3 separate regions of the Mus musculus genome follow, and regions 1 and 3 are each linked to region 2. Evidence: chromatin contacts called from public ChIA-PET data. All regions are on one chromosome and are shown on one strand. The core of a region is the stretch at or near the end of the contact, and the rest is flanking DNA. Distances in the headings are between cores, read along the strand shown.

The links. ChIA-PET counts read pairs in DNA pulled down with a chosen protein or histone mark.
Region 1: a contact with region 2 is called in an RNA polymerase II ChIA-PET map of memory CD8 T cells, with 4 times the contacts expected there. The contact joins two enhancer-like sites. A contact is called at or near these places in 1 of 484 Hi-C or Micro-C datasets (CD4 T cells) and 1 of 115 datasets of contacts at active chromatin or transcription factors (memory CD8 T cells).
Region 3: a contact with region 2 is called in an RNA polymerase II ChIA-PET map of memory CD8 T cells, with 2.5 times the contacts expected there. The contact joins the promoter of Tdp2 here to the enhancer-like site in region 2. A contact is called at or near these places in 2 of 39 promoter capture datasets (neutrophils and pre-B cells), 3 of 484 Hi-C or Micro-C datasets (CD4 T cells and effector CD8 T cells), 4 of 115 datasets of contacts at active chromatin or transcription factors (the 230-238 cell line, effector CD8 T cells, memory CD8 T cells and 1 more) and 2 of 9 other capture datasets (adipose tissue and liver).

Annotation. Positions count from the first base shown.
Region 1 is chr13:24,918,149-24,921,896 of GRCm38.p6, reverse strand. It overlaps Aldh5a1 (aldhehyde dehydrogenase family 5, subfamily A1), which reads left to right. Exons shown (of 10, transcript NM_172532.3): 5 at 2,075-2,218; 6 at 3,253-3,396. Among named protein-coding and RNA genes, the nearest start is that of 4932702P03Rik, 14 kb to the right of the region's middle. Within about 2 kb of position 1,341, at least 27 of the 459 cell types and tissues checked have an H3K27ac peak or open chromatin away from gene starts, as enhancers often do. A contact at or near this core is called in memory CD8 T cells, where this site is marked.
Region 2 is chr13:24,417,240-24,421,062 of GRCm38.p6, reverse strand. It overlaps Cmah (cytidine monophospho-N-acetylneuraminic acid hydroxylase), which reads right to left. Exons shown (of 17, transcript NM_001111110.2): 4 at 3,639-3,823. Among named protein-coding and RNA genes, the nearest start is that of Gm11342, 43 kb to the right of the region's middle. Within about 2 kb of position 1,307, at least 31 of the 459 cell types and tissues checked have an H3K27ac peak or open chromatin away from gene starts, as enhancers often do. A contact at or near this core is called in memory CD8 T cells, where this site is marked.
Region 3 is chr13:24,829,791-24,833,404 of GRCm38.p6, reverse strand. It overlaps Tdp2 (tyrosyl-DNA phosphodiesterase 2), which reads right to left and starts at 1,746. Exons shown (of 7, transcript NM_019551.2): 1 at 1,476-1,746; 2 at 1,310-1,395. The coding sequence starts at 1,673. It overlaps Acot13 (acyl-CoA thioesterase 13), which reads left to right and starts at 1,916. Exons shown (of 3, transcript NM_025790.2): 1 at 1,916-2,179. The coding sequence starts at 2,099.

The sequences.
Region 1 (3,748 bases), core at 92-2,591, 500 kb before region 2:
CCCTTTGGAGGGGTCTGAACTCCTTTTCTTGTTGCTGTGACAGATGTCTGACAGGGGCATGGAAGGAGACTTGTAGCTTTAGGGGATGCAGTTCATCATGGCCCTGAAGTCATGTCCTCAGGAGCCTGAGGTAACCTGTTGAGTTAGGTTTGCAGTCAGGAGGCAAAATCAAGTGAATGGCGTTCTCAGCTGGCTTCCTGTTTTCCTCTTTTGACTGGGTCTGCGGACCCCAGCCCACAGGTGACGAGTGTCTCCTGTGCTCGGTCACATGTCTCCTAGGCTGTCCTGTACATCAGCAATGAATGTCATCACAGGGAGCAAGCCTTTGGTGATCTAAAGACCAGGGGCTAAGCCACTACACTTGAAGCCTTCGCTTGGGAGGCGGAGGCAGAAAGATTGATGTCAGCCTGGCTACCCAGGAAGAGCCTGTCGCAAACTAAACAAACAAGCAGAAGGCCTGCCTCCATTGGTACCCACCCCTCTTGACTTCCTGTGGTAGCACCCTGACAGAAAGCAGCCAACACAAAGGTTTTGTGGGTTACTTTTTCTTTCTCATGTTCTTGTAGCTTGGTGGTCATTTCTGATTTTTTTTTAAACTCTCAATTTTTTTTATTGTATTCTCTCTAATTATTCTGACTTACAGGTTTGCATCTGCATTTTTCCAGGTGGTCTGCCTGTGTCCCGGGGGGTCCCGTGAGCACCCATGGGCTTCCCTTGGGTCTGTCCGGGGGCGTTCTCTGGGCTCCCTCCTCACATAGGTCTTATCCCGCAGGCCTCTACCCACTTGCAGTTTCTGTCTGTGGAGAAACTTGGTCCCTCGGTCTTCTCATAAATAATGTCCTGATATTTGGATTTGCTACCACATTGCTGATTTGATTTGTTTTAATACTTTGATTAACATACAAGGACATTCGCTTCATACTTATTGTTTTTGTGAGAGATTAGTGAGATTAAAAACCTTGCTAACAAAAACAAACAAACAAAAAACCTTACTAACTACTCCAGTAATATCAGTACTGGGGAGGTTGAGGCAGGAGGATGGCCACCATTTTGAGGCTAATGAGGGCTATAGAGATCTGGGAAATTCAGGACAGACCTGCTCTAGACCCTGTCCTGGCAAGGCCCAGGTCCCCAGGTCAGGTGGCTGGGGTCAGTGGCTGCTTCCCTCCTCCCCAGATCTTCACCTCTGTTGAGTTCCTCCTGTCTGTGCCTCCCTTTCCTCAGCTCTGACCCACAGGAACTAGTGAGCAGCTTCGTGAGTTTTCTCTAGACATCCTTTCCCCGCTCCACGCTGGAGTCTACAGTCAGTCAAAAAGCTTGAGATTTGCCTCAGACTGAACAGGAGGTGGCGCTAAAGCTCTTACCTAAGACACTGTACTTGGTGGATGGAACTCACATTGCTACTTAGTTATACCCATGTATTTATTTAGGAGGCTAGGAGGGTAGTTCAGTCACAGTGTGTGCTTAGCAGAGAGAGACTGTGGCTTTAATCTTTAGCACATATGTGCGTGTGAATAGACATATACACACATAGTCACACATATACATGCACATATATGGACCTAAAAGAAGGTTTTTTATTGGTGCTGATGTTAACATATTTTTAAATCTTTAATTACATTTATATGTGTATGGGAGGGGGAACTGTACCCAAACCAGAAAAGAGTATAGGATACCCTGGAGCTGGAGGGTGGTAAGCTATGGGTGATGGGAACTAAACTCGGGTTCTCTCAAAGAGAGCCATACATGCTAATAGGCACTGAGCTGTTTATCCAGCCCATAATATATTATTGTGAGGGAATAGGGTGTCCTATAGCCCAGGCTGGCCCTGAACTCACTATGTAATCGAAGATGACCTTGAGTTTGTGATCCTCCTGCCTTTACCTCCCAAGAGTTAGAGTTATAGACGTGCACCACCAGGTCAGATTCTCTTCAGTATGGTTTTTACTGTGGCCCAAGGCAACTTATGTTTTACATTGCATTCCGGGTTAAACATGTTTACTTCTGGTTCTGTTTGTTTTGTTTTTTTTCAGTTCAATCCTTGTTATGGTGTGTTTGCTGTTTCTCTTTAAAGCTTGCAAACCAGGCGGGAATCCCTGCAGGTGTCTACAACGTCATTCCCTGCTCTAGAAACAAGGCCAAGGAAGTGGGAGAGGTCCTGTGTACCGATCCATTGGTGTCCAAAATTTCCTTTACTGGCTCAACAGCAACGGGAAAGGTATGTAATGTCAGAGCCAAACAGGTGTTACTCTAATGCTTTCTATTTACAGGGTGTGAGATTACTATTGTATGGTTTTGTTTAATTTTATTGGAGACAAGGTCTACATAGCCCTGGCTGGCCAGGAACTTGCTATGTAGACCAGGCTGGTCTTGAACTCACAGAGAGATCCACTTGTCTCTCAAGTGCTGGGATTGAAGAAATATACCACCACGCCTGGCCTGTCGTGTCATTGTTGAATTGATGGTATGGTTTAAAACTCAGGACAGTGTTAACGTTGTTCGTCTTTGCCATTGCCGCAGCCCTCAATGTCACTGTCCTTCCCCCTTTCTGTAAATAATCACTTCTACTTCCCTACTACCTTCCTAGCCATTTTTTAAATCAAATCTATCAAAATAAGAATCTGTATGCTCCAGAATACATTGCATACATGTATGAACTTCTCAAAGAATAAATACAAAGATATTTAAAACAATATATTCTCATGTTTCCTTTTTCTTATGCAAAATGATATCTAAAGCAAGGTGACTTTGTGCCTACCTTAAATTTTCATCCTTGGGTAATTTTGTAAAACAAAGGTTTTAGCTGCCTTCTATGCTGGTTTTCTGTTGTTGTAAAATACGTGAGAAAAGTAACTTAAAGGAGGAGGGATGCTTGGGGACGTTTGGCTCCTGGTATAGGAGGTTCCGTTCCTGTCCATGGTCACTTGGCTCCCTTGTTTTTATCCCTGTAGTGAGGCAGAAGTCTCATGGAAGGAGGCCTTGGTGGTGAAGAGCTGCTCACCTTCTAGTGGCCAGGAAACAAAGAGAGAGAGAAAGGGGTCCAGGACCAGATACATCCTCCAAACACATTTCCCCATGACCTCCTTCCTGAGCTAGACCCCAGTCCCTAATGAATACCCCCCTCAGCTAGAATTGGTGACCACTCTTTGGACATTTGGGCCATCAGAGGAAGGTACTTTCTATGCAAACAATAACACCCTGGCCATTGATTTGGATGCTCACATTATTTTCCTCCTACTGTGCCTCCTGCAGATCCTGCTACATCACGCAGCAAATTCTGTGAAGCGTGTCTCCATGGAGTTGGGTGGCCTCGCCCCATTCATTGTCTTTGACAGTGCCAACGTAGACCAGGCCGTCGCGGGGGCAATGGCGTCTAAATTTAGGAATGCTGGGCAGGTGAGTCATGCAGAATGTTTTGGTGCTGGGGTAAGGGGATGCATATGTGTTTTACAAAGACCAAGGCCTTGCCTCTCTTCCGGTTCCTTTGTTCATCTGCTCAGTCATTGTGTAGCAAGTGTTTACCTAGTACTTTCTGTCAGGCATGAGGTAGGCTTGAATAGTCCAAAGAGAAGTAAGAGCTAGTCTGTTGCTTCAAAGCATTTCCAGAATTGCAAATGTCTTTATGTATATGTGTTTGGTGTATGTGTCTCAATGCACAGACATGTAGGCCCATGACCCCTTTCCAGTATATGCAGAAGCCAGAAGAGGATGGCTGCCATCCTCTATCACTCTCTACCTTATACCCCTG
Region 2 (3,823 bases), core at 58-2,557:
GCTCCCTTTCACTTCCCCAGAAAATGAAGCTTACCAGATCTGGGGAGGGGGGGTTAGTTGAAAATAGGGTACACCTTAGGTTGCTCATTCAGAAGTAGGGTACAAACCATTTCTGTTCTTATCTTTATAAATTTGTTTGTTGTTGGTTTTGTTTCAAGAGGGAAGGAATTTTTTTAAACCAAGAAATGGCTCTTACCAGAAGCATCATTTAAAATTTAAAAAACGGAAGGAAGGAATGAAGGAAGGAAGGAAGGAAGGAAGGAAGGAAGGAAGGAAGGAAGGATGGAAGGAAGGAAGGAAGGAAGGAAGGAAGAAAACTTAGAAAACATATCATGCTGCCATATCCCGGCTTTGTTGTATCCAGAATTTTTAAACGTCCTTTCTAGGGCGGCAAGAAAACATAGTCCACGGTTTGATTCATGAAGAATTACTTTGTAGTGCCTCCTTTCTCAGGAACTAGTGGGAAACAACCTCTAAAAATCAGGATGAGGCATTCCAGATGGAACTATAGAATATTCTAGAACCCAAGAAAGAACCAAGTATGGTTGTGTGCCAGCTTGATCGGAGGGCACTGGAAAGGGACAGGAGTAGGACAGGAGAAGAGAGAGGGGCAGGAGACAGGAGGGTATGGGAAAAGAATAGGAGATAAGAGAGAGGTGGAAGGGGTGGGCACAAGAAGGACCTCAGCTCCTCACACAGAAGCTATGAGAGCATTAGACTTAAGGACATGAGATGGACAGTTTCTAAGATCCTGGTTATGTGTCAGGAAGGACACTGGATGGCAGGAAGGAATGGACTATGCTTAACTGTACCCTGAGAAAGATGCTCTTCGATTGGCAAGGGTACAGAGGCTCCAGAAAAGAACGGCAGGTAGAGAGGCAAATGGGAGCCTCCACAGGCATGCAGGTTAACTACTGTGTGGTGCGCTCCACAGAGAATAAAGCCGAGAGTACCCAGCTTCCCTGTGAGGGCAGCAAAGAGAAGAGGTTTGTAGGCTGGGGGATGGCTCAGTGGCTTGTCATGCAGGCATGAGAATCAGTGTCTGAACCCCGGAATTCCTGTAAAACGCTCGCTCGAAGTGGCAGCATGTACCTAGAATCGGCACTGGGGATGTTGAGACAGAAGGATCCGGAGGGTTCCTACCTATCTATCCTAATTAGTGAGGTCCAGCTTCAGTGAGAGACTCTGAAAGCATAAGGCGGAGGGTGGAGTGGTATTCAGAAAGTTATCTTCTGTCAACATCCAGCCTCCACCTCTCACCCCACCCCCAATCCCCGACACCAGAGCTAAGCTGCTGGCAAACAAAAACTAAGATTAACCACACTAAGGCTTTGCGGAAGACAAGAATGGTTAATCTGTGGTGTGGAACTTACCATATTTAGGTGAGCAAACAACATAAAAATCATCACTTCTTCAAATAATCTGTGTACAGACCACAGGCAGTTGATGGCCCCACATAAATAATAACAGCAGTGAACATCAGTTGGATGCTTATCATATACTATGGTGATATTCTTTCAAACGCTTTTTGTAGGTTTTGAGTGAGTGGGTCTTCTTTGTGTGTGTGAGAATGTGTATATGCATGTGTGTGAGTGAAAAGTCACTACTGGGAGTTTTTCTCAATTTCTTTTCCATTTACTTTTTTCTCTTTTTGAAATTTATTTTCAATAATCCTTATTATTATATTTTTTTAAAAAAGCAGCTTGCAAATAAATAGAAAACACCATACACCAAAATTATCTAGACCCAAAGTTTGTTCAACTTAATAAACGTATATATAGTTAGAACTGACATTCAGAATGGAACATGAAACATCCCTTTAAATTTGACACTTTCAGTACTGAATATACTATATGCAGTTATCCACTACCCAAGCCAAAACATCCATGACACAACTAGAACTAGAAGAGCAAGTAGCACAATCTCCTTTATCCCAACATGTCTGTCATCGGCAGTTACTCCTTCTTCATTTCTTTCATTTGCTCTGAGAGACAGTATCTCTCTCTGAACCTGAAGCTCACTGATATTAAGCTAGACTGGCTGGCCAGGCAGCCCAGGGATCCTGCTGTGTCTGCCTCTCCAGAGGTTAGCATTGTAGGCGCACACCACAGTGCCTGGCCTTTTACATTAATGCTCTGGATCTGAACATGGCTCCCATGCTTCAACAGCAAATGTTTTACTCTCTCGGAATCCTGGCAATCTATTCACTTTCCAAGTGAGCAGACTGAGGCTGAGAAAGATGACGAGCTTGTTCCAGATTACTCCAGAGCTGAGAGTAGGAAGGCAGGCAGGCAGGCAGGCAAGGAGGAGAGAGCCCACTTCGCTTTAACATCTCCCTCAGTGGTTAGCTACATATGGCAAGACAGGAAATTCAATATCTCCCAAAGATAATCAGCAGGAGAACAAAACCTCTATCTCCCCCGAGTCCTGCAAGGATGTGTCAGAGATGAAGGAGGTGAGGCCCCCTGCCCTATTCCCTAGGAAGACGCCAACAACCCAAATTGAGTATTATCTGCAGTTTTGGCTATAGGTGTAACAGAGAGTCACAGTGGAAAGTCGACTAGGATGAGGAACTGTATCTGTAATCAAACAAGTCTATGGGTAGTTGTGAGAATATTCTAGACTTTGGGATTGTCCTCTGCATAATGATAGTGGGGTATTCTTGGAGAACTCCTCAGCTCTCTCTGTTACTGAGCTATCCACACAAGGCCACAGGTAAGATTGATCACACAAAGTAATGACAAGGCCCAACACCTAAGGATTCAACTCAAGTAGACCAGGGCAGGCTTTTAAAGGGTAGGGTCCAGCATTTATGAGGTAAATAGTGCTGACACAGCAGATGCCCAAGAATTCTCTTGAGATGTGCCAGATAGTTCTCCAAAGCCAAACAACTCTGTCCTAACATTGCTGCTGTCCAGAGGACAGACGTTCTCTATGGGGATGAAGGCTGGCAAAGGCATAGGCTCTTAGAAAAAACCAATCAGAACCCCACCATTGTGTAGGGGAGACAGCTGGGACTCTGTCTCTTTTCTAAGTGTAGCTAGGCTGACAGAAAAACAAAAAAAATCTACCAGCTTTTTAGCAACGTTTGGAAAGCATTCTCTGTCTGTTTGTCTCTCACTGGTGTGTGTGTGTGTGTGTGTGTGTGTGTGTGTGTGTGTGTGTGTGTGTGTGTATGTGTGAGTGTGTGGATGTGAGAGTGTGTGGATGTGGATGTGAGAATGTGTGTGTGAGTGTGAATGTATGTGAGTGTCTGTGTGTGTATGTGTGAGAGAGTGTGTGTGTGTGTTTGTGAGTGTGTGTGTGCTAATGTGCTTGCATGTCCTGGAAGAAGGACTTCTAGAAGAATTGAATCTTTGATGAATGCAATACCTCATATGTGTGCTCCTACCCCTGCAACCCAAACACCCCAATAGCTAGGACCATCAAGCTAACTTAGAGTTCTTAGAAAGAGAGAAGAGAAAGCAAATCTAAGCAAAACATAATTTTGAAGTCAGGAAACTGTTCCAATGAAACAAGAGGAAAACTTAGAAGCAATTTGCTGACTGGGTCATTTAAAATGTCCCGGGTGAGAAGCCTTCCTGTCAACTCTAACTGCAAACAGGGTCACTGGCAAGAGAGCAAAGGAGCCACGGTACCTTCCATCTAAATCCTCGATGTCTTTCATGAACAGGCCTCCCTGGTGCTTGCAGAGGTTCTTGCATGCCTTTAGATGGTCCTTCTCCTTGTATAAAATGTACTCTTTCCCAGTAGTCTTATTTCGAAAAAAATTGATCCCTTCCTTGAGGTTGGCAACTTCAGCAGGAGACAGGGTCAGCAGGGT
Region 3 (3,614 bases), core at 497-2,996, 410 kb before region 2:
TTTATTTATTTATAACCTCTGGAGTGTGCAGACCCAACATTTTCTAAACAACTTCCCACGTAATTTTCAGCACAGCTGTTTTATGATGATTGCCCGTCTCTTCTGACACAGACAACTCCCATGTAAGACACTCTGGAAAGAACAGTGGCCAATTCGTGTACAAGGCCCAGTACGGCACCTTAGTTTTATTCTGCAAACTGTAGAACAACAACAATGAAAATCGGAGGCAGGGCATTGAGACAACAGGAACAGCATACACTAAAAACAAATATTAAACCTGGCTGGTATGGTTTTTAGTTCCCACAGGCTGAGGCAAGATTGCTAGGAGCTCAATGCCGGCCTGAACTACACACAAACTTGTGCCAAACTAATCAAACTTGAAACAAACCTGTCTCAAAAGAAAAACTATCGTTCTTTGGCAAGAGGAGAGCAGATAAACTATGCAGAAACAAGGAGACTTACAGGTTACCATTCTTCAGGAGAAAATCTCTACCTCTGTTTTTTTTCTAATCTTCAGTTTACATATCACCAATATTTCAGGTCAGTAAGTGTATTTCAGTAGCCAGGGTTTCACAAACCTTTAATCCCAGTACTGGGCCAATGGAAGGCAAGCCTTGACCACAAAGGAGTTCCAAGTCAGCCTGGACATATATGGCTCAAATAAAAAGTTCGGGTAGGGAGTGCTGGAATCAGATGCAATGCTAGCAAAAGGGAGGCTGGAAGAGAGCTGGAGGTCAGGATTATTGCAAGCCTCTGTCTCGAAAAAGAACAAATAACGGTAACATTAAACAAAAATTCCATCCCAGTGTGGTGGTGGGCACTCTAAATCCAGCCCATTCGATTCTGAGGCAGGTAGATCTGTGTTTGAGGCCAACCTAGTCTACACACCAAGCTCAGGCCAGCCAGGGATAAAGGGTGAGGTTCTGCCTCAAAATACATAAAATAATCTTCAGGTTTAAGAAATAAGATAAAATAAAATAAAATAAATCACGTTGGAAGCCAGTTCTAGTATGTGCCTTCAACGTGCCAGCACTGAGAGGGCAGAAGCAAGCTGATCTGAGTTCGAGGCCAGCTTGGTTCAAATAACGACGAGTTCCAGGCCAGCCAAGCGCTACACAGTGAGACTCGTCCCAAAACAACAAAGACAAGTCCCGCTGGGAAGTGACCCTGCATCCTCGGAAGCATTCCCTGAGATTTCCAGCTCTGGGGCGCCGGCCGCCCTTTTCCAGGTCCCGGTCCTCGGACGCCCAAGCCCAGCAGGCGGTCCCTCCCCGCCCTCGGCGAGCAGCCCGCGACCCCCGTCGCTTACTAGGCCTCGGACTTGAAGGACGTGGGAGGCTGGCGCGGCCACCCTTGGTCGTTCTCTGGCAGCTCGAAGTAGGCGCTCAGGGCTTTCTGAAAAGCAAAGGCACAAGGCTGCAGGGCGCGCCCCGCCTCCCGGGGGAGAGCGGCGGAAGCGAGAGACGCGAACTGACCTGCGTCTGCCAGTCGTTCTCCCGCAGGACGCTGGGGACCATCGTGGGGTCGCATCCCCCCACCAACGCAAAGCCCAGGCACTGAAGCCGCCGCCTCTTCACCCGGTCCTCCTCCGCCTGTGCTGCTTCGGGCGCCGACGCCGCCCGCCCTGCCGGCCCTGCGGGCTCCGCCGCATCGGAACTGCTGCCAGACGCCATCGCCGCAGGGTCCCCTCAAAACACCCGCTCTTCACGCTGCTTCCCGCGCGACTGATCGCGAACGCCGGAACCTGCGCAGGCGCGCAGCGTGCAAGCGCGTCCGCGTCAACCTTCCGGCAAGAAGACCGCCCTCTCTGGTCCCCGTCCGCGGCCAGCGAGGCGCAGATGGGGAGGGGGAGGGGGAGGGGAGGGGAAGGAGGGGCCGAGGAGGCCTGAAGGTTGCGCGTGCGCGCTGGGGCGCTAAAGAGTGAAGGTAACCCGTGATCATCTAGGACCAGGGCGACCGGGGCGCGCGATCCTTTCTCCCGAGCACGACGCGACAGCGGCCGGGCTTGCAGACTTGACCTTCCACACCCTTGTCCTCTCACAAACGTCTCTTCCAGAGTTCATTCTCGCAGAGCCCAGACTCTTGCTTTGCGTCCACGATGAGCAGCATGACCCAGAACCTACGAGAAGTAATGAAGGTTATGTTCAAAGTTCCCGGTTTTGATAGAGTTTTGGAAAAGGTATATTTATTGTAGGCGAAGTATCTGGTGAAGGGGACGAACCTAGTAAAACACCTTAGTGGCCTCGCAAACGCAGGGGAAGTGCGTGGCGTGGATTCTCATCGAAACGTAAATAAGCATGTTTGGTTTTTTGTTTTTTGTTTTTTTTTTAACCAGCAAACTGTTGGAGTGTGTGGAGAAAAAATGTCAGCGTACCATTTAAGGGACGCTGGAGCCTGCAGGGCTAGTATATAGGAATTGTTTCTTAAGAGTCAAGGAGGTTTGAGGTACGGAAGTGAATGCGAGAACCACCTGTACGTGTGTTGTATTTCTTGCTTTTGAGACTAGGTCTTTGTAACTAGGTCTATGTAACTATGTAACGTTTGTTGGCTGAGAACCCTTGTAGTCCAGGCTGGCCTGGGAGTCTACAGAGTTAACCAGGACCAGTGCCTGCACCCTGCCATTCCACATGAACTAACGTAGACTACTGTTTTCCAGACTTTATAGACATTGTGTTCTATAGGAAGCAATCCTTAATAAATATCCGTAGCAGAAGTCCAGTGCGTGGTATTGTCAGAGTAGAAAGACACTTAACCTTAGAACTTGCTGCAGACTTTTTAATAAATGTTTTAATGCACGCATGTCTATTTTTCTGATTAAGAAAAAATACTTGGAAATTTAAAAAGAATTTGGGCATGAAATATAAATTTTGGTCAACAACAGGCATTTGAAATCTTTTTCCTGAACACGCCCCCTCTTAGAATTTTTTAACTATGTTCATAAAGTGTCAAAAAAATAGGAAATAACCCTTAGGTAAATATATTTAATGTTTTCCAATAGGAAATATTTCAAAACTAAGGACAGCATTTGACAGTGACTTTTAGAAAGATAATATTACCTAAAAAGAATTTTAATGATTTAAGAGGAAATTTTAATTCTTTAAAAACAACCAAAAACAACTTTATGAGGACTGGGATGTAGTTAATCCAAGCTTGCAGGTGGGAGCCCGTCATTGACAGGGTTGCAGGTGGGCACCTGTCGTTGACAGGGTTCCATAGCCACTTCTCCGTAAGCTTTCCTCACCCTCCTGGGTATTAGAATATTTTGTAACGTATTTATTTGGTTTTATTTATTTATTTATTTTCTATTATTTATTTAAGTTCTATCCAGAACTTGACATGTAGACCAGGTCATCCTGGATCTCACAGAGATTGATCAGCCTCTGCTACTTGAGTATTGGGATGAATAGTATGTGCCACAGCATCTGACTGTTTTTTTGTGAGGTAATTTTGACATTGGTTTGATTGCCTTTGAGTAACTAATTAAAATTCTCATACCTACGTTCAGCTTGGTACCTGCCTGTAATTCCAGGCTAAGGGAGGCTGATGCAGGCTAGCTTGTAAGCTAGTTACATAAACAAATCCCTCAAAAAAAAAAAAAAGTGATTTTTTTTTTA